4 separate regions of the Mus musculus genome follow, and regions 1, 2 and 4 are each linked to region 3. The links are chromatin contacts, called in public Hi-C, HiChIP or PLAC-seq and Micro-C maps. All regions are on one chromosome and are shown on one strand. The core of a region is the stretch at or near the end of the contact, and the rest is flanking DNA. Distances in the headings are between cores, read along the strand shown. Region 1 has its middle 23 kb from the start of Gm36769. Region 2 has its middle 20 kb from the start of Gm36769. Region 3 has its middle 54 kb from the start of Gm36595. Region 4 has its middle 150 kb from the start of Gm36769.

Region 1 (6,148 bases), core at 3,464-5,963, 470 kb before region 3:
ACTTAGGTCAGAGCTTCAAAGAGAAGAATAATTTTCCAGTTTTAAAGAGGGGGTCGATGAACATGAAACCTAGGTATCAGAAGACTTATGGGTCATGTCAGAGAGATGTAGAAACAATTAGCCAAATTTCCATAAAAATTACTTGAGTTTCAAGAGGGTTAGTGGGATCAAAGGTGTAGCTCAGGAGGAAAGTGCTTGCCAAAGAAGCATCAAGCATCGTTCAGTCCCCAGAACCACAATAATTCTAATATTAATTATACCTCCAGTTCATCACCTTGGAAACTGATGCATAAAAGAGAAGTTTAACCAGACAAACATATTGACTTATCAATGTAAACATCACCACTGAAAAAACAAGCAAACCAAAAAGCATGTGAGAGTATCTTTTTGGACAATATTTTTTGCAGAATACAGGAGAAATTTTTTTCTTCCTCCTCCTCCTCCTTCCTCTTTTTCTCCTTCTTCTTCAACGTCTCATCCCCCTCCCCTCCTCTTCCTCTCCCCTCTTCCTCCCCATCCCCTTCCTCCTAAAGATTTATTTATGCATGAGTGCTTCGTCTGCATGCAGATAAGAAGGTAGAAGAGAGCATCAGATCCTACTGGACTACAGTTATAAACAGTTGTGAGTCACCATGTGGGTGCTAGAATTTGAACTCACGACCTCTGGAAAATCAGCAAGTGCTCTTAACCACAGCTCTGCTCCCTACAAGGTTAATTCTCACCCTTTTCAAGTTTTGCTCAAAAGTCTTCCTCAGGACCCATAACCATCCTATTTAAAGCTTAAACCTTGTGGCACTTCTTTTTTTTTTTCTAATATTTTTTATTACGTATTTTCCTCATTTACATTTCCAATGCTATCCCAAAAGTCCCCCATACCCTACCCCCCCACTCCCCTACCCACCCACTCCCACTTTTTGGCCCTGGCATTCCCCTGTACTGGGGCATATAAAGTTTGCAAGTCCAATGGGCCTCTCTTTCCAGTGATGGCCGACTAGGCCATCTTCTGATTCATATGCAGCTAGAGACAAGAGCTCCGGGGTACTGGTTAGTTCATATTGTTGTTCCACCTATAGGGTTGCAGATCTCTTTAGTTCCTTGGGTGCTTTCTCTAGCTCCTCCATTGGTGTCCCTGTGATCCATCCAATAGCTGACTGTGATCATCCACTTCTGTGTTTGCTAGGCCCCGGCATAGTCTCACAAGAGACAGCTCTATCTGGGTCCTTTCAGCAAAATCTTGCTAGTGTATGCAATGGTGTCAGCATTTGGAAGCTGATTACGGGATGGATCCCCCGATATGGCAGTCTCTAGATGGTCCATCCTTTCGTCACAGCTCCAAACTTTGTCTCTGTAACTCCTTCCATGGGTGTTTTGTTCCCATTTCTAAGAAGGGGCAAAGTGTCCACACTTTGGTCTTCGTTCTTCTTGAATTTCATGCGTTTAGCAAAATGTATCTTATATCTTGGGTGTCCTAAGTTTCTGGGATAATATCCACTTATCAGTGAGTACATATTGTGTGAGTTCCTTTGTGATTGGGTTACCTCACTCAGGATGATGCCCTCCAGGTCCATCCATTTGCCTAGGAATTTCATAAATTCATTCTTTTTAATAGCTGAGTAGTACTCCATTGTGTAGATGTACCACATTTTCTGTATCCATTCCTCTGTTGAGGGGCATCTGGGTTCTTTCCAGCTTCTGGCTATTATAAATAAGGCTGCTATGAACATAGTGGAGCATGTGTCCTTCTTACTGGTTGGAACATCTTCTGGATATATGCCCAGGAGAGGTATTGCGGGACCCTCTGGTAGTACTATGTCCAATTTTCTGAGGAACCTCCAGACTGATTTCCAGAGTGATTGTACAAGCTTGCAATCCCACCAACAATGGAGGAGTGTTCCTCTTTCTCCACATCCTCGCCAGCATCTGCTGTCACCTGAATTTTTTATCTTAGCCATTCTGACTGGTGTGAGGTGGAATCTCAGGGTTGTTTTGATTTGCATTTCTACAGGGGAAATTTTAATGTTACTGTTTTATAATTTCTTCTACCAAAACAATTCAGGAATTGAACATCAGTGACTGACAACATATAGGAAGGACTCTCAGACCTGGATGAGAAAAGATCCCACGAGTTATGATCGTGCACACATGCATGACTGTGTATGTGTGTGTGTGTGTGTTTTTGCTATATGTGTGCAGGTGCACATATGCATAGATTAGAAAGTGATCTCTGCCTATTCCACAGCTATCTGTCATCCTGTTTTATTTATTTAGAGATAGTATACCATTGGCCAGAAACTCACCAAGTAAGCCAAGCTGGGTGGACAATGAGGCCCAGAGGTTCTCCTATCTCTGCTTCTCCAGAACCAGGAGTTGCTATGCTAAGCTTTTTTTTTTCCCATGTTTTCATGCTTGCAAGGCAAGCACCTTTCAGATTAAGCCATCTCCCCAGTCTCTGAAATTTAATCTAGCCACAACATTCATAAACATTCTGTTCAAATATGTGGATTCCAGCTATATATTAGCTAGCAAGAAACACAGTGGGCAAATTGCAATGATTCCTGAGACTGGGTTAGCAAATGTGGGCTCTTTGAAATTCCCAGTATTTTTATTGTTAAAAATGGAAGAATTGGAAAGAAATTAAGGAGGCACTGGTAGATTGGTAGAGGTAGGTTTATGAAACAGTGCTCTAGTACAGGGAGACCAATGGAGAACTGGCTTTTTTAACCAGTAAACGCAATGGTTGTGTCTAGTACTACACACTTGGATGATGAAGCTATGAAACAAAGCAATTGAGTAATTGATATGTAATCATAGTAGCTGTCTTTGGCAGCTGCTGCAATTTGTGACACTGGAGTTAAGCAGAGTTAATTCTGAGACACCAGGCAATGTTCCATTCCATGATCTGGGCAGTATTCACAAGGTTATTGACTTTAACATAAAGCACTAATTTAGATATCCTCATAGCAGCATACTGTTGATGGCACTTGTTTCTCTCTCTCTCTCTCTCTCTCTCTCTCTCTCTCTCTCTCTCTGTGTGTGTGTGTGTGTGTGTGTGTGTGTGTGTGTGTGTGTGTGTGTACAAATTCTGAGTAACTGTGCCTCCCATTCCATGGTCCGTTATAGACCACAAATAGCTTTTATATTCTTACATGATTTCCAACACCCATGGAAGGAGTTACAGAGACAAAGTTTAGAGCTGAGACGAAAGGATGGACCATCTAAAGACTGCCATATCCGGGAATCCATCCCATAATCAGCCTCCAAACGCTGACACCATTGCATACACTAGGAAGATTTTGCTGAAAGGACCCAGATATAGCTGTCTCTTGTGAGACTATGCCAGGGCCTAGCAAACACAGAAGTGGATGATCACAGTCAGCTAATGGATGGATCACAGGGCTCCCAATGGAGGAGCTAGAGAAAGTACCCAAGGAGCTAAAGGGATCTGCAACCCTATAGGTGGAACAACAATATGAACTAACCAGTACCCCGGAGCTCTTGTCTCTAGATGCATATGTATCAAAAGATGGCCTAGTCGGCCATCACTGGAAAGAGAGGCCCATTTGGACTTGCAAACTTTATATGCCCCAGTACAGGGGAACGCCAGGGCCAAAAAGTGTGAGTGGGTGGGTAGGGGAGTGGTGGGGAGGGTATGGGGGACTTTTGGGATAGCATTGGAAATGTAAATGAGGAAAATACCTAAGAAAAAAGAAAAAAGAAAGAAAAAAGAAATTACAATTTTCCCCTGTGGAATATAAAGAAATCACACCAAAAATCTGAAGTTATGGATCAAGTGACATTAGGTATTAAGGCCTCCTCTGGGCTTCCTAAATCCTAACTGGTTTGTCTGTACACACTGCCTACGCAAATATCACTCTAGTATATACTACCAGATAAGTAAAACTTGATACTTATATGCAAACTCTGTAATGTAGATTCTGTAACTGTGCCTGTTTCAAACATTCGTTCCAGTTATTGTTTTCACAACACAAATACAGCACCTGAATCACTTCCTACTTTACAAACCTCAGAAAGTATCCTACATGTGTGAGCATGGAGCTTTCCACAGGATGCTTACATAGCAGCTTTCTTGATATTCATCGTGTGCCTGGTAGTTATTCTTATTAGTGTACATCAGCATTAACAAACCAATCTCATTTGAACAGAGATAATGACAAACAATAATTATTTAACCTCTACTTTTTAAGTACTGTTTTATGCATGAGGAAACTTACCATGAGGTCTTCTGAAACTTATAGCAAAATACTTCAAAGTAGAATTTGTCTCTGGAGTTTTGTCATAATAAATATTAATTTCATTGTGTTAGCTTTGCTAGGGCCTAGTACATGGTAGATCATGGAAAAGAGAAGGCATTGCTCTTAATTCTATGAAGGTAAAAGTGCTATGACCATCTTTGCACACAGGTGATGGTGATTTAAAAAAAACAAAAACAAAAACAGAATTCCAGGAATAAAAGAAGCATCTAAAGAATTAGTGTGAATTATTTTCCAGGAACTCCAAGTTTAGTTCTTATATGAAGCTTGACTATGCTTGTTTACCCAGTTATTAAGTGTGGGAGGATTCCCAGAACTCTGTAGAGTCACGCAGCGCTCCTTGACCAGCTGGTTTTGGCAAGCTTACACAAGGTTTGTACAATACATTGCTAAACCAAGGAGTGAAGAAAACCTCCTTATATGCCTCCAGAAGTGGAGACCCATGATGACAGCATTGTTAAAACTTACCATAAGCCTGCAGACATGTGACCTAGGCTGAGATGTATTACAACACATAATCTAACATTAATGGAAATTATTTTTCCAGAGGAGTTAATGACTCACAATACACAAGCAGTTATGATGTCATTTATTGATTTAGGATGCCTTTATTTCTTCTCTACAATAACTTCTCCCATAATAATTTCAAAGAAAATGTTAGATTGAACCTGAAAAAAATTATGTATTGTCAAGTACCAAAGATTTTTCAATCTAGTTTGAATGATGTGCCATCTTATTTTTTACATTATTGATCAAACCTTTAATATTCTACTTATTTTTTTAAAGGTGAAACACTGACACTAGGTTTATAAGATGACATAGCTTACTGCTGGCAATGCCCATGACAAATTCTTTCTCAGTAAGACTATATTTACATGAGGCAAGTGATTTTAACCACAGTGTATTATTTGGCCCCAAATATCCTTTCTTCACTCCATTTTGACTTGGCTTGGCCAATGAGGAAAACCACATCAGCCAAGTAGTATACCACAATACTGGGAAAAGTAAAAAAATTACTAAGAGTTATGCAGAACAATGCTCCTGATATTCAGTAATTCACCTTGAGTTCTGGCAATGGTATAGATGGCAATCCTTACATTTATTTTCTGAGCCTGTAAGCCCCAAATAAAGTGTTTAATTTAAACTGTATAGATCAAATAATTAACAAATTTTTATTTAATGAAATGATATTTTGATATGTAGATAGGTTTAAATGCACATATAGTCATATAGAGAGTCACACATTATCATAAAAGAAAGTGAACTGCATAGGACAGGGTGAAATACACCTAGGGGGGCACCTGTGAGTTGGAGGCCACTCAGATCTACATAGTGAGTGAGATACCGCTTAAGTGGGTCCACAGAGTGAGAATCTGGGGGAGGGGTGGGTAGAGAGAGAAAAAGAAGAGAGAGAGAGAGAGAGAGAGAGAGAGAGAGAGAGAGAGAGAGAGAGAGTATATCTTACTAATTTAAAGTTTCTGATATTAATTTTTAAATTTTATTATTTTTATGTGTATTAATGATGACTTGCATGTATGTATATGCCTGCCTAGACTCCTAGGAGTCTAAGAGAATACCATGTCCCCTGGAACTGGAGTTACAAGTAGTTGTAAGCAGCCATGCAGGTTATGAGAATGAAACCTAGGTCCTTTGGAAGAGCAGCTCATGATCGGAGCCACTAAACCACCTCTCCAATCCTTGATTTGAATTTTTTAGTGTCCAGAAACTAAAAGTACTCAACAAGTTTTAGAGACATTAATTTAACAGTGTTGTGTAGAATTTTTAACAAATGAAATATTAAGATAGTCATACATAGCAAATGTATTTTCAAACAATGAAGTATCTATATTTTTAGTTCTATTGATTGCTGTCCTATT
Region 2 (5,815 bases), core at 2,310-4,809, 430 kb before region 3:
GATGGAACGAGCAAAGAAATGTAGTCACAAGAAACCTTATTTTTGTAATACTTTGCAGTCTCTGTTTATGAGACTCTCTGTTTAAACTTTGGCTCAGTTATTTTGTAAAAGAAAAACAGACACAACTGTCTGCTATCGGGAGAGATAACGCTGCAAGTTGGTAAAGACACAGAAAACTGAGTTATTATGTCTCCTCTATAAACATCATGGGGAGAATGTCTGGAAAGGGTAGTTTCATGTAAAATTTTCAGAAACATCTATCTATGATCAGCACATAATATCAAGCACTAGTTCGTTGACTTATAAAACACCTGTGTGATTGCTTCAAATTGTTTTCATAAGAACTATAACTAAAAGTAGAAGCAGAATTACTCACAAATTTTTATCAAATGTGTGATTCTTATCAAAAGTTTCCACGGACTTCAACTCAAGAAGAAAATAATTCCATGACAAGGTTAACCCTCTAAATATAAGACATAGACTGATAATTGAATGCTTTCTTTTCTTTTAAACCATTCTGGTTTACTTTCTGTGTCTCCTGACAGGTGTAACTGTGTAATCTTTTCATTCTATTTGGATACCTTCATTTGAAAACTTTTAATCATTTATATTTTGCAAAGTTTTAGCTGCTTTAAAATAAATAGAACCAGAAAAATCCCAGTTATAAAAAGTGAAGGACTGTAAAACTGTTTGCTCCTTGAATAGAATTTGTGACAGCATTCTCCACAGTTTTAAAGTCATTTGACAATTGAGGAACCAGTATTTGGCTTGCCAGACTCATTACAACTACAGTGAGAAGCACATGCTTTTTGATATTTTCAAAGTCATTTAACCTTAAAATAAGTTAGATTTTTTTTTGTGAGCTTCTGTTTTCCTTGGCAAGGAAATAAAAATTATATTTACATCTGAAGATGTGCCTGGGGTGTGTTTCATGGTGCTAGGATATCTGTGCTGTAGAATTATGAAAAGGATAAATATTTTACAAATGCCTAGAGAGCTTTAAAATATTTCAAGATGGCACTTACATTTTCCCCATGATTCATGAGGGATCCCATCAGTCGTTTTCTTTTGCTGACATCACCACTAAGTGGCAATACAAGATTCAGGATTTGCCTCTGAGACTGAAGGCTGGGTAGGGAAAATATAGTCACCCCCTGGTTACCTGGGATGGGTTACCACTGGCTGGTGGGCGCAAAGAGTGAACCGAAACATCTGCGAACATTAAAAGTTACTACAGAGAACAAACTGCCAGTATCTCAGAAGATGCTTCCTACCAGAACTGAAAGTAAACACTGGGCCTTATGTAAACTCACCATCAGTCCTGACTGATTTCCCAGCTAGAGCTGGGATGGGGCTCCTCTGCATCCCTTTCACTGTGAGAGGACCTCATGGAACTGACTCTTACCTTCACTGCATCCTGTAAGATTCTTCCCCCAAGAGGCAACAGACTCAGTGGTGTCAATGAATCTGGAAGAAGCTAAACTAGCCTTGCTCTTTAGCCACCGCTTTCCTTCTCTAAGGGCAGCTGGGGTAGAGGGAAGTGGGATCCTTTAAGAAATGTGCCTGTGTGGGATCATCCTGCTCTAGTAATAAGAACCCAGAATTCCACTTGACCGGACAGGCTGTCCACATCAATTTTATTAGAGCTCCTTTTTTTTTTGTTTTTTGTTTTTGTTTTTGTTTTTCTAGCTTTCCAGCCATCACAATCTTTTGTGTTGTTTCTCAGATCATTCATAAGCTAAGCTAAGCAGAGGGGTAAGGGATTTTAATCAATGGGAGACCACTTACCTGATCCCTAGTCTTTTTTCCCTTACTTCTTAGATCATTCATAATTTAAGCAAAACTAAGCAAGCGGGTAAACAATTTAAGTCTGTTGGAGCTTATGTGAGAGCTTTGCTTTGACACCTCAGCACCAAAATACACAAAAAAATAAAACAAGCAGAGGCATCCTTTCTCAGGTTTCTTACATTCTTGCCTGTGACTTCTAAGCAACAGCCTCTTCATGCTTTTCGTACCACAAACCTTGATGAAGTCTCCAGTGCATGCTAACTGCAGTGCATGCTGGGGTGCTGGTGTTTTTCAGGGGTGAGCTGAGTCCCAGCTATAATGCAATCCCAGATTTCATCTAATCAAACACAAAGCCAAGGGGTAAACAGTATGATCTGGGAGAACTTGATAAAAGGAGAATGAAGCCAAGTGCCTAACTTTGGTCAACTCAGTTCCAGCCCAATAGCGGACAATAGATAAAGCCACGAAAATGAAATGGATCTGATGGAACTACTTGGGCCATTATTGCTAAAGGGATCTATTTGAAATTTCCTGTCTTTGAGCACAATGAATATATATATATATATATATATATATATATATATATATATATATATATATATATATGTCCTTTTTATACTTTGAATTGTATCTGTACAATATTAAATGTTTTCCAAATCGTGGATATGTCCAAAATAAATATAGTTCTCCTTGAATCCACATGACTTGCTTTGTTCTCATTGTAATTTGGATTTGAGTGAGAATGGCCCCATAAGCTCATGTGTTTGAATACTTGAAGCCCTATCAGTGGAACTGTTTGGAAATGATTAGGAGGTATGGTCCTGTTGAAGGAGCTGTGTCACTGGGAGCAGGCTTTCAGGTTCCAAAAGGCTCTGATATGTTCCCTCTCTGCCTCCTTCTTTCAGATCAGGTTGTGAGCTATCAGGTTGTGAGCTATCAGCTATTTCTGCCTTTATACGTTGGCTCAGCCATCATGAAATTAACCTTCAAAAACGGTAAGCCCAATTAAATGCTTTCTTTTACAGTTGCCTCTGTCATGGTGTTTAAGTACAACAATAGAAACCTTAAAAAATACAGTCTGTGTGCTCCTTTCTCGTCCACCCTCTTCCTTCTTGCCACCGTCCTTCCACAAATAGTTGACAGCTCCAAATTACTTTCTCAACCCTGCCTCTTAATTAATTATGAATCCTTATCTCCTTATCACTTCCTGTCCGAAACCTGCTGCTTGTACCTTTTCACTGGGCACAACATAAATTTTCCTTAAACAATAATAATAACTTGGAGGGTAAACTGAAAATAGATTAGATGGATTCTAAGGCATTCTTAGCCTTGGACCCAGAATTACATAGAGAGAATATATTTTGAAAATATGCTGTCACTCAGCTGGGAAAGGGAGTCGGACTGCTTCCCTTTCTGTGGCACCCACACCATTATTTGCCTGTGAGACAAAACTATTCCAAATTCTTCTTTCATTACCAATCTACTGCCAGGCCCATGTCTACCACAGACCTATGTTGGTCACCCCTAATAAGCTGGATAGTGTCTGTGTGCCGGGATTAGTTGTTTGCTTTCTCAAAGATAATCTGTTCCAAGAAATATAATGATATTTTATTAATTTTTGAATAGTCAATGTATGGGCTATTCATGAAGCATGCCAAAATAGTTTTAAAATGACACCATGGAAAAGCATTAGCCAAGCACTCAACTCAGCTCTTAAAGACAGAATTCAAACGCAGTTTCAAGCACTCTCAGAAAAACAATCTTTATCTGCTTATGACTGTGACTTATTTTGACTCTGCTAGGAAATTCTCAGGGTGGAAATTTCCTGAGCTGACAGCAGGTCATGCTGAATTGAAGCCATCGCCCTTGGGGGAAGGCAGGAGTTAAAGAATGTAACTGGATTTATTTCTTATTAGTTATATATCCAAGAAAGCATCGAGGACTGGCTTTCTTATTTCTGAGTTTTAGAGACAGTGGATCAGTTTTTCCACTCAGTCTCTCTTAGCAGGATAAGACCAGATACCCAACGTGAAGCTCCGACTTACTGCATATTTTCCAGTCTTCTTTTTACAACAGAGGAGCTTTATCTTTTCCTTTTCATTGTTTATTTTTTCCAAGCTCATATTGTCTTTTCCATGGCATGATGTCAGGATGGTGAAGGTAGGTATGCTGCAGCGTGTGAATGGATCTCCAGCATTTCAGCCTGGCTAAGTGGCAGGCAGGATTTTCCCGCAAAGGGTGATGAAGGCAGGCTGACTCAGACAATCTGTGCCACCACTTCATCTCCCAACTCACGCTTAGGAAAGCTGGGCTTTTCCTTTGGTACCTACAGAATCTCTTTTAGTCATTGTTCACATTAAGGGAAATCTTGATAGATAAAATTTTGACATGGATTTGATTGCATCCTTGAGATGAGGCCTGTGACTTGAAGGTAAAAGAGACACTTTTTTTAAGTTATTTGTATGTGTGTGTGTGTGTGAGGGGGTGGGGGGGGAGACAGAGACACAGAGAGAGACAGAGACACAGAGACAGAGAAGGAAAGACAGAGAGGTATCCACAGATGTCAGAAAGGGGCGTTGAATCCCTTGGAACTAGATTTATAGTTCACATATATGACTATATGTGCCTGATGTGGGTTCTGGGGTCTGAACCCTAGTTCTCTGAATGAGGGGTAAGTCCTTTTAACTGCTCATCCATATCTGCAGCCTTAAAATTAGTCATATTTAATGAATTTTAGTCTTTCAACTTATAAAGAGTGTTCCTTCTCTGGTGTTACCCTTTGTGTGTCTTCTTTCTTCTTTCTTCTTTCTTCTTTCTTCTTTCTTCTTTCTTCTTTTTAACATCTTGTGAGACAACATTGTAAGCTATAGCAGCTATGATGCTGCCTGACAACACACACACACACACACACACAAAGTGCCATAACAGGGATACATAACAGGGATAACAGCATTGAATAAAACGAATGAAGTCTTATCCTAATGAGCCTTACATTCCAATAAAGGAAATGGATTGTAAACTCATAGACATATCTTTGACATGGTTTATTAATCATGCTTTAATTGTGCCTTGTGCCCATCTCAACTCCATCACCTTTGATTTTTTTGTGCTTCTGTCTTTAGATTGAGATATCAAGTCATGGTATAGTATACTAAAGCAAAAATATAAAGAAATATATACTAGCTTCATCCTTGGCTTGCGTGATTACCAGATATGTGATCTCAAATTCCTTAACCACTTTGATATTCACCTTTGTAGTTTGGGTGGTGGATGCTCCTAAAAGGTCTATGTGCTCAAGTCTTGACATCATTATCTATATTGAGCATTGCTGTGGATGAGGTATGGCCTCATGGACAACCTTTGGTCATAGGCATCATGTCCTCAAAGGTGATGGTGGGATTCCTATCTGTATCCCCATCTTTCCAGGCTTGAGACATGACCATCTACTCCAGAATGAACCCCAGCATGATGCTCTATCTTTGAGAACAAACAATTGAGACCACACAGTTCTTGGGCTTGAACTGAATATATTTGGTTAAAGTAACAGGAAGTTGACTAATTTCCTTATTTATAAGCAACTGTGGTAACAGTCATACAAGGAGGAAATGATATGTGAGATATTCACATTTGCTTCTAATTCTGTGTTTGCAATGCTCTCAGTTCTCATACCCCTCTACAGACCCAATCTTCCCTTCTTCCGGTCAATTCTATTTGCAAGAGGCAACCCTCAATGAATGCATGTGGGCATCTATGTCAGCTCAGGAAATAGACACACTCTAAAAGATTAAAGGATATCATAAAAGAAAGTCATAATATTTTTTCCTTTTCTCATTCTATACTCCACAGATATATTTAGTAATAGCCACATCCATTCAAATCAAAAGCTTCTGCCAATTATTCTCTTTTTCTAGCTTTCTTCAGGGTCTCTCTGGCTCAAAGGGCCATTTTGGGGGTGGGTGTGTTGGAAGTGTTTCTTTTGGTCCTAGGAGTGATATAATTTCCCAGCAAATTTTGTATATGTGTAAAC
Region 3 (6,043 bases), core at 492-2,991:
AGATAGCTTAGATGGTAAAAGTACTTGCTGAGTAAGACTGGGTACATGAATTCAATAATTAGGATCTATGTAAAGGAGGAAGGATAAAACCAATGTGTAGCGGTTAGAATAAAAGTGGCCCATCTCCATATTTGAATTCATGGTACCCAGTTAGTGGAACTGTTTAGAAAGGGTTAGAAGATGAGCCCTTGCTGGAAGTGTGTTATTTAAGGGCAGATTTGGGGGATTCAGAAAACTCATGCCATTCCTACCTTCAGCCCCCTCTTTCTCTTTTTGCCTTGCACTTGTGGGTAGAGGTATGAGCTCTCAGACATTGCTCTGGCACAATGCCTGCCTTCCTGCCATCATGGTCTCAACCATGAGGTCCATGGACACTAACCCTCTGGAGCCATGAACCTCAAATTAAATTCTAGGCCTGAGCAAAAATGTACCTTATTTTTGAGACAGGGTCTCATGTTTCCCAGGGTAACCTCAAACTCATTACACAGTCAAGAATGTCTTGAACTGCAGATTCTGCCTCTGCCTGTTGAGTGCCAGGATTACAAACATGTCCCACTGTGCCTAGTTTGTGTGGTGCTGCTGATCAAACCGTAGGCCTTATGTGTACTAGACAAGCCTTCTACCAATGGAGCAATATCTTTAGTCCCCCCCACCCCGCCACCCCAAATATCCCCATTTTGAAAGGGAAAGAAGTCTTGGGATTTTATGGAATGGAGTATACAAGATCCATATGTATGGAGAGATGGCTCAGTGGTTAGGAGTTCTTACTGCTCTTGCAGAGGACCTGGGTTGAATTTCCAGTATCCACACAGCAGCTCAATGCTGTCTTTAACTCCACTTTCAGAAGATCTGATATCCTCGCCTAGCTTCCATGAGCAAGTGTGGCAAATATGAGGTACACATGCATATATGCAGTCAAACACACACAAAATAAAAGTCAGTTGTTTGAAAAGAACCGTCCCTGTTCCAAACCTGGCGAATTTCTTCTTCCCTCAGCCCATTGCTTTCCTTTGTTTGTTTGATTGTATTTTAAGAGAGTCTCATACTGTGGCTTAGTCTATTTGTGAACGCACCGTTAAGTCCAGGCTAGCCTCTAACTCAAAGCCTCCTCTGGATTTCAGGTGCTAGGGTTACAGGCATAGGCTACCTACCACACCCAAGAGTTCCTCTGCTAGGTATAGGGCCAAAGTGCTCTGTATATATTCTCTAGAGATCGGCTTGAAGCTCTAACTCCTGCATTGCTGTTAATAACAGTTAAAAGAGGGAATGCAAATGTCTGTTGAATACCTCCTCTATCTTCCAGGGCTCCATCTATTTCTCCTAGGACAGGATCACTGTCAGTTTCTGGATGTTTTCATGTGTGTGAGGGTTGCTTTTGTTATGTTAGCCTGAGGTAGTATTTCCTGTTTGTCTTTATTTGGAAGTTAAGCATCATTAAAAGATGTGAAAGGATGCTAGCCTGACAGAAGGTTAGACAGGAATAATAATGGTAATAATAATAGCTATTGTTATTATTATTATTTGTGTTATATCAGTTTGCCTAAGTAAGAGCTTCGGTTGTTGACCTCCCCACTTCTGTGTCATTCAGAGCTAATGTGAGCCATGAAAATAGTTTTCAAAAGGTTTAGAACACAGAAAAGAAGGTGCAAACATTCCTCAGGAAGTTGGTGCAGGAATGAGGCAGCCCCTCTAGCACTGCCTATCTGCTGACTCACAGTCGGTTGCCGGCAGAGTCAGAGTCGGGTGGGGCTGCAGCTGGGACCTCTTGGTGCTGTGAGTAGTGGAGCTCATGATTCACTTTCTCTGACTTCTGAGCCAAGTGCGGTTTGTTTTTTTTCCTTACCTCCTAGACATACAAGACACTAGTTTCTCTTGCGCAGTGTCCCCAGCCTAAGCGTTAGAGGCCTGGAGGCAGACAGACAGAAGTTCTGTTCCTTCATTGTGGTTTCCAGTCAAGCTTCAAAGACTCTGGGTTTTCCTTGAACCTCCCACTTCATACTCACCCAGCCCTCCTCACTGCCTCCCTTAAAAAATTCAGACTCCAGCACCAGGCAGAAAATCCAGTTCCCACTGTGTTGCTCTTTTGGGGTTGGTTAGTGGGTGCTAGGAATGGAACCTAGGTCCTTGATCTTTTGGGCAACGACTCTAGGGCTGAGCTGGATTACCAGCCAGGCCAGTGGTTGTTTTTGTTGTTTTGAAACAGTCAGTGTATATTCCAGGTTAATGTCAAATTTGCAACCTTCCTGACTTCACCTCCTGATTCCAGGTAAACTAGTTATTTTATAAACTCAAATCCCCACAATAAATCTTTTCTTTTGTATGTCTATGTTTTCCACAAATTCTGTGACTCTCATACTCCAGAATGAGGAAAGTCTGATTGCCAGCACTCCAGCTTTCCGAAATACGTACAGAGAGCCCTTTTAAAGGCTTCAACAAAGGTGGGCCAGGCTTCTTGGCTGGTTGGGTTGGGTAGGGGGTGTGGGAAAATGGAGGCAGGGGCATCAGGATATCTCATTAGTTTCGGCCGGTCTACACCCTGTCACAAAGGGTGCTGTAGCGTGGGCAGACACTGCGTAGCACAACTTTAATCCCAGCAAGCAGGCTGATTTCTGCTACTTAGAGGCCACCTTGCTCCACTTATCAAGTCCAAGGCCAGCCAGGGTTACATGATGAGACTCTGTTTCAAAAAACAAAAAGAAATAGAAAGAAATCAGGGGCAAACAAGACAAGGTCCTGGCCTTCAAATGTCTGACAAATTAATGAAAGTCTCACTGTTCTCAAGGATTCTTGACTTAAATTATATCATCTTGCCAATTGTCAATATGTTCTTGTAGTAATTTGAATATACAGCTCTTAGCTGAAGAAGTGTTGTTTGGACAGCAGGTAACCCCCCTACACACACACACATACACACACACACACACACACACACACACACACACACACACATACACACACACACATACACACACACACACACACACACACACACCCCTTTATACCTAACTCAGCAACCAGTATGTATCTTAAAACCTTCTAAAATATAAACATCACCTGAGGTTAACTTGTCATTATATGTTTTGTTCTTTAAAGATGTTTCAGAAAAACAACATCAACTCGTTTTAGGAAATGAGTCATTAGATTTCCAAGAACTGACAGGTACCATACAGGATATACCTCTGAGCCTGTATCAGAAAGGGAAAACTTGAGAGGTGTCAACGACGCAGCTGAAAATTCAACTGTAAGCTAAGTTTGGGCAAGGCAGATGGCTTGGCGTGACCAGGACAATGGTTCCACAGCATGGCAAGTGCTTCCCCATAGAAACAGATCCCAACATCTGGAGTGTTGGCAGAGATTGCCATGTGTGTTTGGACAACACTCACCAGACATACATGCCATGATGGTTATATCACTCCCCCAAACCCACATCAATGTTCATCTGTCTTGTATGATAGTTTCGCACCCTGTCTGGGTAATTGTCATTTTTAACACCTACGAGAAAAATCCCAGGCCTTCTCTGTACAATTCATATACCCCTGCCTAACTTGAATTTAATTAACGCTTGGAATTCATCCACTTCAATACAGTTTCGGTCTTTGCCAGCAAATTAAAACCGATCAACATACCTATTCAAAATTTCCACCCAGACAGAGAAGAAGTTTATAGGCTACAGATTACTAGGAATTACCATAAAAGTGACAAGCATCACACAGTTTTGTTCTTCAGTATAGAAACAAAATCAATATTTACCCCCTACACTTTTATTTTTCTTCTCTCTATATATATGTTCCTCGCGGGAAGTTGTATATTTTGATTTCTGGCCATAATCATCAGTTCTCTCCTCTCGAGGCTTATTTAAGTAGCTGCAAGATATCTGTTGATATTGTTTCTACTTGTGCTCAGTCCACAGTCACGAACACTGACGCTTCTGATGATTTCTTCCAGTGGATTCTAGATACCAAGACTCCGGCGTGTCTAGCAACTGATAGTGACACGAGACCAGCGCATGATTTGGTGAGGTATCAGGCAAGCTAGCAGACAAATAGAGGAGGGGCTGAAGGAGGAGGAAGAGGAGGAACAGGGGAGGGGGCTGCATCCAGAGTCACATTGTGACTTGGGTGCATGAAAGAGAAAGCAAAGTATTAAGTCTTCGATTTCTAAGTACTCAAAGGCTCTAGGCTCCTGCTTTTTCTGCACTGTGGATTTCAGTACACATTGCAGACGGTGTAATACTAACGTATCTAAACCTCTTGTCTCTTTTTGTAAACTTAAAAACGCTTCTTGTAAGCTTCAGGGAATCAGCTTGAATCCACTTCTCACAGGACAAAGGACTCCAGATAAGTACTGTCAACCAACCACCCTTCCCCATTTGCCAATTCGTCCTATTGCAGAGGGTGGGAACTCTCTCTCTCTCTCCTCTGCTCTTTGGGCTCAGCTAATTGTCAGGCCTTTGGGTCCGAAAGTTTCAAATGAACACCCAAGATAAAAATGTTCCCCTAAACTCCTTCATTTTACCTTCTCTCCCTAGTCTATTTGTCCCAGAAGATTTCAAACAAACTAGAGAATACCCTAGCAATTTGCCAGCTCCAGATGTTCCCTCAAATTCTGCATCCTGAATAACTTAAAAGTGGCCTGCACTTCCCTAGCCCCAGCATCAAAAACTGCTCCAGCTGCTGCCTGTAGGTCCCTAGACCCAGAGGGTCCTGCAGAGCCAGGTCAGTGAACGAACAGCCTGTTTTGACAGGCCTTGGCCAGCATTCTAACTTCCCCCAACAAAGATACTCCAAAGTCAGCAGTAAGTAGTCACAGAGAAGATTGCATTGCCCCACATTACTTATTATCCATAAAAAAGGTTGGGATGTTAGGCCCTAAACCTATAACAAATGGTTGAGGTGCCTATTTGACATATTAAAGTGGCCACTGGCCACCAGGATCTCCCTGAATCCCTGAGTCCCTACCAGTTACAGGGTTCTGCTAGCTGGCATATCCCACCCCCTACCCTGAATTCTCTGGTTACTCTTTCCTATATAATCTACCCATTTTGGTTACCAGCCTCTTTGTGCCTTTGGGCCTCTTGGCTGCTGAGCCTGACCCCACTCTGTCCCCTCTCCTTCTCCTCTTCCCTTCCTCACTCATGTCCACTCTGGGCTCTCCCAGATGCCTCTGCCTCTAGCTCTGCTCTCCCACATATATATAATAAACTTTCTCCTCCAACAGACCTAAGAGCAATCATGTTTCTTTCCTTTTTATTTCTTTTTTTTTGCATTCAGACATAATGTGAATTGCATGCACTTAAAGGGAAACAAGTCATAATACTCTATGCTGAGTTCGTCTGTGTTCCGTACAGGGACAAACTACGCAATAGAAGTGACATAAAGATTTCAAAGAAGACAGCTGGACAGTTCAAGTCCACAATGAGCAGAGTTTGTGGCGGCTGCTGCCATCACATCTTGATGGATCGTGAGACAGAGTGCTTGAGCTCAGAAACAGAAGTGGAGGTCACGTTCAACAGGGACACCAGAGAACTACTTCTGCCTGCTAGGCCAAGCTTCCACAGTCTCTCAAAACACGAGTCAGGGACCAAGTGTTTAAACCCTGTCCAGTCTATATACAACCAAACTTCTGGATAGGGAAAAGAGTATTCATGCATTTAGCCCCCAAATCATTTTGGGGTCCCAAGCTTTTATCATGACTGAAAAGTCTTCTGATCTTTCTACAATGTGGATTTCAGTCCAGACTGCAAACAGTGGGAACGCTAACATGTCTAAACCTTCCGTCTCCTTTTGTAAACTTGAGAAAAAAAAATTTTTTTTTTGTAAGCTTCAGGGAATCAACTTGAATCTATTTCTCACAGGTCAAAGGGACACCGGATCAATCAACAACCTGTCCCTCACTTGCCGGTTCCTTGTCTTCCCAAACCTACTGCCGGCAGGGTGATAATTCTCTCCAGACTCTACCAGTTGTGCTCACATGAATCGTTTGATTGAGTTGTATCTTGCTTTCTTCTTCTATAAAATGCAAGTGATACTTGAGTGTTCCTGAG
Region 4 (6,067 bases), core at 2,188-4,687, 300 kb before region 3:
CTTTTCTAAAACTTTCATTGGGTACCTTTGTTATAGGTGGTACAGAGTGGGGACTGTTGATATAAAGAATCTTCATTCAGCTGTCTCCCCATCTGCTGGGAGATAGGAACATCCTGCACACACCATGCTAAAGGGGCCATTTTGATCTTTCCTAACAGGGAAAAGAAACAGAGCATGTAGAATCAAACAGAGAAAGAAGCAGTAAGAGTAGATGGTGTGGAATGGGAAGGTGACTTCATTCTTCTCTGAATTATTAAGCAAAGCAATAAGAATTGATCCCTTGTACAGCTGTGGGCTATTTATTCATTACTTTTCAACCCTGTAAAGATTGCTCCTCTGACCACCTTTCCACATTGTCAAACAGTTAACTTCCACAGTGTAAATTATCATATTCTTCCTCTACTACCATGCTTGTTGCATTGATAGTGACTGCTTTAAAGTAACCTGCTTTCTGGGTTCATATCATTCTTTTTTCAAATTTTTATTAGATATTTTCTTTATTTACATTTCAAGAAAATAGGTCCCTTGGTGTTGCAAACTTCATATCATCCTTTGTGAAAGATGTGATGTGTAGGGCTTTAAAGTTTCTCTTCAAATATCGGACAATCTAGTTTTCTAAAACATCAGTAGCAGAGCTGATGATTCAATGACTAAATTATTTTTCTCTCTTTTAATTATTATTATTGTTTCCTCCTCCTCCCCATCATCATCATCATCGTGGTGGTGATTTGTTGAGGCAGGGTTACTCTCTGTGTAGTCTTTGCTGTCCTGAAACTCACTCTGTAGATCAGACTGACCTTGAACTCATATATCTGCCAGCTTCTTTCTCCCAAGTGTTGGGATTAAAGACATGTGCCACTACTGCCCTGGGAATAACTGAATTCTTAAAACCATTGCATCTCAAAAAAAAAAAAAAAAAAGTCATGCAAAAGTTCACTTTAACAGTAATAATCATTTGGATAAGAAGAAAGCACTGCTTGGTTCTTATGTGAAATTCATATGTTAATACCTAGAAATCTGTGCTCCCGGCTGTAAGAAGTAGCATGACCGAGTTAGTCACAGAAACTCTTTGGGAAATCTGGCCTTCCACTGAAAGAGAGCCCCTTTGCATTAGTTTGCTGATGCTGCCATAATAAAATACCACAGACTGGTGGTGTAAACATCAGAAATATGTTTTTAAGCATTCTGGAGGCTAAAATTCAAGATCAAGATGCTAGCATCTTAATGTCCGACTATTGAGGATCTCTGGTTAGTCAACTTACTGAACTATTCATCTCTTCTGAAAGCCTCCTCTACACAGATACATTCAGAGATACGGTGTGTCAAGTGATCTGTGTATCATTTAACCCAGTTAATTGATTCAACAAAATTAAAGAAATTGATTCAACAAAGTAGCCACCACCATCACCACCACCATTACTGTCACCACTATCCCTGTCATCAACAATTATCGTAACTCAAGGTAGGGTTACCATGGCTAGTCTTCTTCTGCTCAACAGATAGCTAAAAGGACGGAAGAAAAATATGTGTGCTTAGGGTTTTGTTGGTTTTTCTAACTGTAAATCTGTTTCCACTGAATGATGCTGCTTGTCAAAGAGTTCTGTGCAGTTTGATGAACTCATTTCTCATTTTAGGCTGTGTATTCTTCCCTTGCAAGCAGGAATCAGAGGACTGGGAGTAAGGGAATGATTAAGAACCAGGAGCTGCGTGTGAGTCAGAGCGCCTGACCTCTCTTCTGTTCGTGTATGTGGCTTTCCACATAGCAAACCTTTATACAGTGCTCCTTAGTCACAGAAATTGTATTTGCATGAAGCACTAAGTGGAGCATTCTCTTTTTTTTCCAGTATAACTTACTGCATTTGGTCAGAGAAATCCCTTTTGTTTAAATCTCACAACCATATTTCAGAGGGAAACCTGATACCTTCTTCTAAATCAGTTTGAAATACCAAATTGAATGTGTCATGAAAAACAGATACACATACTGTTAAGCATAAACGAAATGCAATTCTGTATCAAGTTTCCATTTGAAGTTCCCTGTGATTTTTATATTGGACTTCAAGTTGCCTATATGTGGTCATGCCTCACCTAGATTCTGCATGTCTACAAGGAGGATTGAGAATACACTCCAGTCAGCAAGGCATGCGATTGCAAACCTACAATTCTAGCACTTGAGAGGTGGAGGTTAAGAGTCATCACAAGTTCAAGGCTAACCTGGACTACCTCATCTCAAAATATGTACATACATACATATAACATACATAAAAAACACACTTATATTTAACTTATACTGGGGCATTCTGAGTATGACCAATCACAATTTTCAGCTCAGTTTAGTTCTACTATGGCTAGCCAAAGAGTCTGACTCTCAAAGGCATGTACATTTCCGCATCTTTATGAGCATGACACTCTGACCAGTAACAAGCCACGAATTTTAGTACCTATAACAACAGCTCACTTTCGATGTGTATTCTCAACAATTTATCTGTCTTCAAAATGAGGTTTCTTCTTTCATGCTTATCTCCTGGACAAGGGTGGTTTAATCTACTCAGGGGCCCAGGAAATGAGGAATGAGAATGCTGGTAGATTATGGGACCACTTTGAATGGTGCTTGACACACTCACTACTTATGTATTTAAACAGCTAACCAGTCAAGCGAGTGACCTTGCCCTTGGTATAATGAGGTGATTTGAATGAGAAATGGCCCCATAAGCTCCAGTATTTGGTGCACAGTAAGTGGCTCTGTTTGGAGAGGTGATGCAAGCCTTTCAGGACAAGGTAAGTCGCTAAAGACACACTTTGAGAGTTCAAAGCCTCACCCCCTCTTCAGATTCACTCTCTCTGCTTGGTGCTTGCAGGTAAAGGTATGATCTCTCAGCTTCCTGCTCCAGCCACTCTCTGCCAAGCCACTCTTGCTACTAAGGATGCTTCAGCTGAATCAGCCCAAATGTACCCTTCTTTGTTTGCCTTTCACCATGGTATTTAACCATAGCAATAGAAAAGCAACTCCTACAAACGGGGGGGGGGGGGGGGGGAGGGGAGGGCGAAGCAGGCAGAAGCCAACCACTTCAGCACTTGAGCGTCTTTTCTCACAATTGAAGAGTCAGAGCATTTACTGCAGAATAGGAAGATAGAGAGGGTCTTAGGGTTGTTAGTGGTCAGAATAGATGATGTATATGGTATTTTAGAGGGCTGCTGGCTTTTAATACAGTCTAAGCAATGTAAATGAAGATGTTAAAAAACCCTCCCTTCCATTTCAGCATTCTTTGATCATTTGCTTACAGTCCCCCTTTAAGGAGGGCAAATGTCAATCTCCATAACATTCTGTCTGCTGCAATTGAAGACAGTTATGATTTGTGTAAATGAGCCTCTGACCTCATGCTGACAGGGCATGCCTGTTGCGGGCTGCGGCCTGAGCTCACCACCTAGAATGAAGTGACTCACCACCCTGGGTTTTCATTCCCAGCAAAGGAGTTGATTCACAGAGTGACCTTAAACAGTACTCTCCTGAGTAGGACTCCATTGTGTAATGTACCACCTTTTCTGTATCCATTCCTCTGGTGAGGGGCATCTGGGTTGTTTCCAGCTTCTGGCTATTATAAATAAGGCTGCTATGAACATAGTGGAGCATGTGTCCTTCTTACCGGTTGGGACATCTTCTGGATATATGCCCAGGAGAGGTATTGCGGGATCCTCCGGTAGTACTATGTCCAATTTTCTGAAGAACCGCCAGACTGATTTCCAGAGTGGTTGTACCAGTTTGCAATTCCACCAGCAATGGAGGAGTGTTCCTCTTTCTCCACATCCTCACCAGCATATGCTTTCACCTGAATTTTTGATCTTAGCCATTCTGACTAGTGTAAGATGGAATCTCAAGGTTGTTTTGATTTGCATTTCCCGTATGATTAAGGATGTTGAACATTTTTTCAGGTGCTTCTCAGCCATTCGGTATTCCTCAGGTGAGAATTCTTTGTTTAGCTCTGTACCCCACTTTCTTTTTTTTCTTTTCTTTTTTTTAATGGTTTATTCAACCAGTGTTAAACCAGTTGAAATTGTTTTATTTTTTTATTTTTTTTCCATTTTTTATTAGGTATTTAGCTCATTTACATTTCCAATGCTATACCAAAAGTCCCCCATATCCACCCACCCCCACTCCCCTGCCCACCCACTCCCCCTTTTTGGCCCTGGTGTTCCCCTGTACTGGGGCATATAAAGTTTGCAAGTCCAATGGGCCTCTCTTTCCAGTGATGGCCGACTAGGCCATCTTTTGATATATATGCAGCTAGAGTCAAGAGCTCCGGGGTACTGGTTAGTTCATAATGTTGTTCCACCTATAGGGTTGCAGATCCCTTTAGCTCCTTGGCTACTTTCTCTAGCTCCTCCATTGGGAGCCCTATGATCCATCCATTAGCTGACTGTGAGCCCCACTTTCTAATGGAGTTATTTGGTTTTCTGGAGTCCAACTTCTTGAGTTCTTTGTATAAATTGGAAATTAGTCCCCTATCATATTTAAGATTGGTAAAGATCTTTTCCCAATCTGTTGGTGGCCTTTTCATCTTATTGACAGTGTCTTTTGCCTTACAGAAGCTTTGCAATTTTATTTGTTGATTCTCAATCCTACAGCACAAGCCATTGCTGTTCTGTTCAGGAATTTTTCCCCTGTGCCCATATCTTCGAGGCTTTTCCCCACTTTCTCCTCTATAAGTTTCAGTGTTTCTGGTTTTATGTGGAGTTCGTTTATCCATTTAGACTTGAGCTTTGTACAAGGAGATGAGAATGGATCAATTTGTATTCTTCTACATGATAACGGCCAGTTGTGCCAGCACCATTTGTTGAAAAATGCTGTCTTTTTCCCACTGGATGGTTTTAGCTCCCTTGTCAAAGATCAAGTGAACATAGGTGTGTGGGTTCATTTCTGGGTCTTCAATTATATTCCATTGGTCTACCTGTCTGTCCTGTACCAGTACCATGCAGTTTTGGGGTTTTTGTTTGTTTGGTCGGTTGTTTGGTTGTTTGGTTGGTTGGTTTTTTTTAAATCACAATTGCTCTGTAGTATAGCTTAATGTCAGGCATGGTGATTACACCAGAGGTTCTTTTATCATTGAGAATAATTTTTGCTATCCTAGGTTTTTTTGTTATTCCAGATGAATTTGCAAATTACCCTTTCTAGCTCTGTGAAGAATTGAGTTGGAATTTTGATGGGGATTGCACTGAATCTGTAGATTGCTTTCTGCAAGATAGCCATTTTTACTCTATTGATCCTGCCAATCTATGAGCATGGGACATCTTTACACAATGGAGTACTACTCAGTAATTAAAAACAATGAATTTATGATATTCGTAGGCAAATGGATTGATCTGAAGGATATCATCCTGAGTGAGGTAACCCAATCACAAAAGAACACACATGACATGCTCTCACTGGTAAGTGGATATTAGCCCAGAAACTTAGAACATCCAAGATACAATTTGCAAAACACATGAAACTCTAGAAGAAGGAAGACCAAAGTGTGAATACTTCACTCCTTCTTAGAATGGGGAACAAAATACCCATGGAAGGAGTTACAGAGACAAAGTTCAAAGCTCAAAATTCAAAGGAATGACCATCCAGAGACTGCCCCACCTGGGGATCCATCCCATATACAACCACCAAACCCAGACACTATTGCATATGCCAGAAAGATTTTGATGACAGGACTCTGATATAACTGTCTCTTGTGAGGATATGCCAGTGCCTGGCAAACACAGAGGTGGATGCTCACAGTCATCTATTGGATGGAACACAGGGCCCCTAATGAAGGAGCTAGAGGAAGTATCCAAGGAGCTAAAGGGGTCTGCAACCTTGTAGGAGGAACAACAATATGAACTAACCAGTACCCCTCAGAGCTGTGTCTCTAGTTGCATATGTAGCAGAGGATGGCCTAGTTGGCCATCAATGGGAGGAGAGGCCCTTGATCTAGAGAAGATCTTATGCCCCAGTAGAGGAGAATGCCAGGGCCAGGAAGCAGGAGTGGGTGGGTTGGGGAGCAGGGTGGTGGGAGGGTATAGGGGGCTTTGGGGATAACATTTG

Evidence for each region. Hi-C and Micro-C count contacts between places; a contact is called where the count stands out from the background. HiChIP or PLAC-seq counts read pairs in DNA pulled down with a chosen protein or histone mark.
Region 1: an H3K27ac HiChIP or PLAC-seq map of embryonic fibroblasts shows a contact between it and region 3, with 4 times the contacts expected there. The contact joins two enhancer-like sites. A contact is called at or near these places in 2 of 115 datasets of contacts at active chromatin or transcription factors (embryonic fibroblasts and fibro-adipogenic progenitors).
Region 2: a contact with region 3 is called in a Hi-C map of embryonic fibroblasts, with 5 times the contacts expected there. The contact joins two enhancer-like sites. A contact is called at or near these places in 2 of 484 Hi-C or Micro-C datasets (embryonic fibroblasts and granulosa cells), 2 of 115 datasets of contacts at active chromatin or transcription factors (embryonic fibroblasts and fibro-adipogenic progenitors) and 1 of 9 other capture datasets (embryonic stem cells).
Region 4: a contact with region 3 is called in a Micro-C map of muscle stem cells, with 4 times the contacts expected there. The contact joins two enhancer-like sites. A contact is called at or near these places in 2 of 484 Hi-C or Micro-C datasets (adipose-derived mesenchymal stem cells and muscle stem cells) and 3 of 115 datasets of contacts at active chromatin or transcription factors (embryonic fibroblasts, fibro-adipogenic progenitors and pancreatic cancer cells).

The regions. Positions count from the first base shown.
Region 1 is chr10:56,955,471-56,961,618 of GRCm38.p6, reverse strand. No RefSeq gene overlaps it. Among named protein-coding and RNA genes, the nearest start is that of Gm36769, 23 kb to the right of the region's middle. Within about 2 kb of position 4,713, at least 14 of the 459 cell types and tissues checked have an H3K27ac peak or open chromatin away from gene starts, as enhancers often do. A contact at or near this core is called in embryonic fibroblasts, where this site is marked.
Region 2 is chr10:56,912,460-56,918,274 of GRCm38.p6, reverse strand. No RefSeq gene overlaps it. Among named protein-coding and RNA genes, the nearest start is that of Gm36769, 20 kb to the left of the region's middle. Within about 2 kb of position 3,559, at least 15 of the 459 cell types and tissues checked have an H3K27ac peak or open chromatin away from gene starts, as enhancers often do. A contact at or near this core is called in embryonic fibroblasts, where this site is marked.
Region 3 is chr10:56,482,504-56,488,546 of GRCm38.p6, reverse strand. No RefSeq gene overlaps it. Among named protein-coding and RNA genes, the nearest start is that of Gm36595, 54 kb to the right of the region's middle. Within about 2 kb of position 1,741, at least 136 of the 459 cell types and tissues checked have an H3K27ac peak or open chromatin away from gene starts, as enhancers often do. A contact at or near this core is called in adipose-derived mesenchymal stem cells, embryonic fibroblasts, muscle stem cells and 1 more, where this site is marked.
Region 4 is chr10:56,779,786-56,785,852 of GRCm38.p6, reverse strand. No RefSeq gene overlaps it. Among named protein-coding and RNA genes, the nearest start is that of Gm36769, 150 kb to the left of the region's middle. Within about 2 kb of position 3,437, at least 38 of the 459 cell types and tissues checked have an H3K27ac peak or open chromatin away from gene starts, as enhancers often do. A contact at or near this core is called in adipose-derived mesenchymal stem cells, embryonic fibroblasts, muscle stem cells and 1 more, where this site is marked.